Linked DNA regions of Zea mays: region 1 is linked to region 2. A link is a contact called in public Hi-C data. All regions are on one chromosome and are shown on one strand. The core of a region is the stretch at or near the end of the contact, and the rest is flanking DNA. Distances in the headings are between cores, read along the strand shown. Region 1 holds the start of LOC103629574 (ubiquitin carboxyl-terminal hydrolase MINDY-1). Region 2 holds the start of LOC103629573 (protein SHI RELATED SEQUENCE 1).

Region 1 (2,700 bases), core at 82-2,581, 190 kb after region 2:
GACTTATAGAGTAGTAGAGATTTGTCGTTCCTATCTATTTTTTCAAGGTAAAAGAAGGAGCCGGAATGGGGTTGTTGTGCCCTTCCAGCGGCCTCGGTCTGTAGGGGGCGACAGTGGATAAAAGGAGAGATGTCCATGCAATAAAAGGAGAGATGATGATGATGATGACAAATTTTGTAATTTTTATTTACATACCGTGGCTAGTGAGTCTTTTGCCAAAAAATAATATAAAATAAGCTACTATAGGAGAGATTATGAGATTATCATAATCTAGACATTAGATTATATAATCTAGATCTATAATCTAGGTGTTGATTTATTTGTCGGATCTATACACTGGATTATATAATCTCGCTAGATTATAATCTGAAACAAACAGGCCATTAGACTATAAGGTGTCGTTTGGTTCACGAAATGTAAACATAAATAGTATCGGTAAAGTTTCACACTCGATTACAAGTGGTAACAAGTTTGAATAGGACTGTATCAATTTCCTAGTGTGGTATGTGAGTACAGTTGTACTTAACCAAATATGATTTAACATTATCGGTTACCATTCACGTTACACATATGTAAACCAAACAACACCTAAAAGAAAGGACACATGAACTCCTAAGGTCATCACAACACAACATATCATAAGCATAATCACTGTAATACTGGATGTAGATATTCTCTCACAATGAGAGCTCGAACCAGTCTATACACCTTCCACGTGATTGGTTGCCTAGCCAACTAGACTCAGGGGCACCACATATTGTCGACCACACGTAGTGTGTGATTGGTTGGCTGTAGAGGATAGCGGTAGCCTGCACCCACGCGTGCAACATAGCCCATGTTTCGCTCACTCGCCTGCATGCGTGGAGACGCGGAGTCGTGTTCCCAGTGACCCAGGCTGAGGTGAGGCAGGAGACAACCAATCACGTGGCTTGTGTCTTACCTTCGAGTCTCAATCTCGCAAGCTACCACATAAGGGTATGTACAACTTTGAGACTTCGTTTCGGTTTTCTAAGTATAAGAGACAATTAAGAGACCTACATAATACAACCATGAGACTGTAGATTATAAATGTAGATACGAGACAACATGCATAGAAAGTCATGGAGAGATAATTTCTTAGCGAATAGCCACCTCTTATATTTTTTTCACTTAGTCTCTTATAAACTCCTCAAGAGACTCAATACTAAATGAGGTTGTACATGCCCTAACGCCTGATCATCAAAACGAAATAGTCTCAAACCTAACTAAGGCAGAAAATCCAAAAAAAAACTCATTAACGAATGCAAAATTACAGGCGGTTCCTCTTTTGCTAAATACACCCTCCCTCTGGCCACCTTTCTCCCACTGCCTCGTATTCTATTCCCCTCCCTCGCCATCTCCGCCGTCGTTGCCTTCTCCAATCCACTAGTCGACAACGCACGCGCGCACCTTCTCCCGCGGCGGCGACCCCCGCGGCGTCGTCCTAGGGTTAGGATTCAGGCGACTTCCCTCCCTTCCGTGTCGCGGCGAACGCGTGGGAGATAATACGCCCTATGTCGTCTGACCCTTCGCGCCACCTCCCGTCGCCGGTGGCTCCGCCGGACGCGGCGGAGGTGGATACCCATTCCGCCGAGCCGCCAGAGGTGATGCACCGGACGAGAGCCGTCGACTTCCTTGGACGACGCACGCCCATCGTCTACCAGAACGACAACGGGCCCTGCCCGCTCCTCGCCATCTGTGAGCTCCCTCCCCCCTCGTTCGACTCCGAAACCTCGCGGGTTCGCCGCGCGTCGGCGCGTGCCAGGTGGTCCCCCGCGATGTTCATGGCACCGGCGCGCGTGTGTGTGCAGGTAACGTGCTGCTGCTGAAGAATGTGATCAGCATGAACCCTGACGCGGAGGAGGTGTCGCAGCAGAGGTTGCTCTCGCTCGTGGCGGAGCGCCTCATCGATCCAAACATCGCTGGACAGGTTTGGTCTTAACTCTCGCGAGATCGGGTCTTTCGTGTTCGGTGGATCAATGCGGGAACGGTGTTGTGTTGGGATGCAGCAGCAGCTTGTGAGCTGGCATCTAGTAGTTAGGTTCGCTGGCTGTGGCATTTCCTGGTGTGTTAATGCTTTCGATTCACAGGTCAAGGATGAGGAGTATGTTAACAACCGGGAGCAGAACATCGCGGATGCGATTGATCTTCTCCCGTGCCTCACGACAGGCATTGATGTGAACGTGATGTTCAGGAAGTGCGTAAGGGTTTTAACTTGTTGACCAGTTGTTTGTCATGCACACTCGTGATAATATGTTTATTTTGATGCTTACTGAGCTGTGTGGGATGCAGGATTGATGACTTCGAGTTCACCCGAGAACGTGCTATATTTGATCTTCTGGATATCCCGCTATATCATGGATGGATTGTGGACCCTCAGGTGTGCTATCCTTCCACTTAGCAAAAATGCTATGGCATGTGTTGTGTTATCTGGTGATGCTGCTGATTTCAGTTAGATTTGTGCATGTCATTTTTGTTCCGAGTTTTACACTCACTTTATCATTCTAATCAATGACCTAAACCATCTAATATGAGCTAGTTTTTCTTGTTGAAATTACAGTTTTTAGTTTAACGGATACAACTGATTCTTTTAGTCCTAGTAGAAAGCCACTATGTTTCCATAATTGCGTTATGCCATTGGCTTGGTAGGTCTTTGTGTGTGCACGTGCATGTGCAGACACA
Region 2 (2,700 bases), core at 4-2,503:
TGTGCGCCACCAGTCCACCGCCACCACCACCACCAAAAGAGCGAGGCTAGCCTTATCAGCTCCTCCTCCGATCCCTCTTTCTCTCTGCCTCGGCTCCTTGCTAGCAGCTAGCTCCTATACAGCAGAACAAACAATTACAGATCTTGGGAGTAAGAAAAAAGCAGGTGCAGAAGCAGAAGGCGAGAGACGACGGCGGCACAGGCACAGAAGCAGCAGGCATGGGGTGGGGTGGGGCTGCGTTGTGTGACGACATGTAGGTTAGATGCATGAGCTGCATGTATAGATAATTGATCGGCATAGCTCAGCAGCAGGCGGATCGGCGGTAGATCTGCAGCGAGGAGCTCCTAGACATAGAGAGAGAGAGAGAGAGAGATTTGCGCAAGCAAGCTAGGCGTAGCCGCGTAGGAGATGGGATGAGATGAGGATGGGTATAGCCTTGCCGCTGATGAGTGGCCGTATCAGTATGCATATGGCATGCATGTGCGATGCGAGAGAGCGAGAGAGGAGAAAGATAAGCCTACAGGCTGCAGCTGCAGTGCTCAACCACACTAGTCGACTCTCAGACTCATCAGTGTTACTCACCTTGCCTTCGCTGAAAATAGGAAGCAGCTCGCCTCTAATCCACCTCTCTTCTTGCGTAATCCTTTTCCTCTCTTCGCGTCTTGGGGTCTAAGCAGGCTAATTCTCGCTTTCTCCCTCACCCGCGCCGTCTACAATAAGTAGTATCTGGAGGAGGGAAGGAGGGGTGGGAGAGAACGCAAGCAAGCTGCTTTCCGGAATTGGAGGCTATATAAAGAGGCGCAGCAGGAGGACGAGGAAGGAAGAAGAAGGAGAGAGAGAGAGAGAGACGCGCGGAGTCAGTGGACTTCAGGGGAGGGATTCGAGGGCGCCTGCAACCGCCGCCATGGAGGCCGGCCCCGACCTTACTTTCTATTTATTGCTCGCTCGGTCTCCGATCCCACAGCTCGGCGCACCTCTCCAGTCTCTCCAGCTTATCTCCACCCAACCAGACGAAAGAGAATGGGCGCAGGAGGATCGGAGAGAGCTAGCCAGCTAGGGAAGAAATGGAGAAAGTGAATAATATGGCCGCGCAGTGGGATCGAGTTGTTTGCCTTTGCCTTTGCTCCCTTTTCACGATTTGCACCTTGCGCTTTGGCGACCGAGCTGTCCTTGCCTCTGCCAGCCATGGCTTTCTTGTCGATAACTACATGCCGGCAGAGGACAGGGAGGAATTTTTACTGACATGAGAAACAGAGGCTTTGCAGTGTGTGTGTGGTGTGGGTGTGGTCGTCGTCGTCTTCCAGGGCCCCAACTCGCATGCATGGCACATTTGCACTTGGCTGCAGACCGGGTAACAAGAGTATTTATTTATTTAGGCCATGTTTGTTTTTTACCTCCTAAATTATATAACCTAGATTATAATTAAAAGATAGAACGGTAAAATATTACTTTGGGATCATAAATAAACTGAAATAATGTACTCGATGCTAGCTTATTTCAGTTTATTTGGAATTCTAAAGTCATATTTTACTCTCACACTCTTCCAACATAATCTAACTTATATTATCTAGTAGAGAAATAAACAGACCCTTATTTATCCCGTTAAGTTGTCTGAGCGGATTATACATATATCCTACGCGCTCCGTCTCATGTGTTAAGATCTATCACGAGAAGTTATGTGTTCTAAGTAAAATATCTTCTACTGTGACTGTTAATAACAAAATATTTACAAATGTTGACTAAATAAAAATAAAAACTATTAAATTTATTATTAAAACATCTGCCATAATATATCGTTTCTATAATTTTTTTATAGATATTGTTTGTTAAAGTTTTAAATGTTGATTTAGAAGAAAAAAAACTTTGTGATCTTAAGATAGAGTACAGTGAAAGTATTATTTGATGTCCATGCCTAGGAGATGGTTAATGCTATGTATACTGGCTGGCTGGCTGGCTGGCATCCATGCGACATGCATGGCGATTGTTTTCGAAGCGAGGGAGGAGGGCTGGAGCCTGGAGGCGGGTGGATTCGAATAATTATTACTGATTAACTCTATTGAAGAGGAAAAAAATTGTGTCACTTATCATTGGCAAAGAATGTGTGTCATATTGTTGTTATTTTTTTCCTAAAAACATGCATACTGCAGACACCTTTATTTATTTGCAGGACGCTGCACCTTACGGTGTTAAAGTGGCCGTAAGTAGCTGCGCGAGTTTAAAACGCTAAGGGCATGTTTGGAAACAAGAGTATTGGAGGGATTAAGGGAGCTATAATCCCTTGCTATTCAAAATTAAATAACAAGGGATTATAGCTCCCTCAATCCCCTCCAATAGCCTTTGTTCCAAACAAGCACTAAGGTGCTCGTAGCGTGGGGCCTTCCCGGCCGTCTAGACGTCCGCCAGCGGACGGCGCATGCCTCGCCACGTGGCGGGAATCCGGGCCGGGGGGAGTGTGTCGGGTACTACTACTAGTAAACTTTCCGGTCCCGGCCGTCCGCGAAAGACGCCGCTCCTGATGCTGGCCCTCGACGTCGTCGGCCACGTTCTGGAACGGCGCGCGCACGCACACATGAGTGACCACCTCACTGTTGCGCGGGCGAGCGTGAACAGTTGCAGCGGTGACCAGTGAGAGAAGCTTCATGGCCACGTACGGTCCCATGGACATGGACGGGTCGCTGGCTAGTAGGTAGCGGGGGGAGG

The links. A called contact is a pair of places that touch in the nucleus more often than the background predicts.
Region 1: a contact with region 2 is called in a Hi-C map of bundle sheath, with 5 times the contacts expected there. The contact joins the promoter of LOC103629574 here to the promoter of LOC103629573 in region 2. A contact is called at or near these places in 12 of 25 Hi-C or Micro-C datasets (bundle sheath, ear, endosperm and 4 more).

What each region holds. Positions count from the first base shown.
Region 1 is chr6:94,710,242-94,712,941 of Zm-B73-REFERENCE-NAM-5.0, forward strand. It overlaps LOC103629574 (ubiquitin carboxyl-terminal hydrolase MINDY-1), which reads left to right and starts at 1,332. Exons shown (of 12, transcript XM_008650652.4): 1 at 1,332-1,716; 2 at 1,830-1,948; 3 at 2,109-2,215; 4 at 2,311-2,398. The coding sequence starts at 1,533.
Region 2 is chr6:94,515,862-94,518,561 of Zm-B73-REFERENCE-NAM-5.0, forward strand. LOC103629573 (protein SHI RELATED SEQUENCE 1) reads right to left here and starts at 1,254. Exons shown (of 3, transcript XM_008650651.4): 1 at 583-1,254; 2 at 1-114.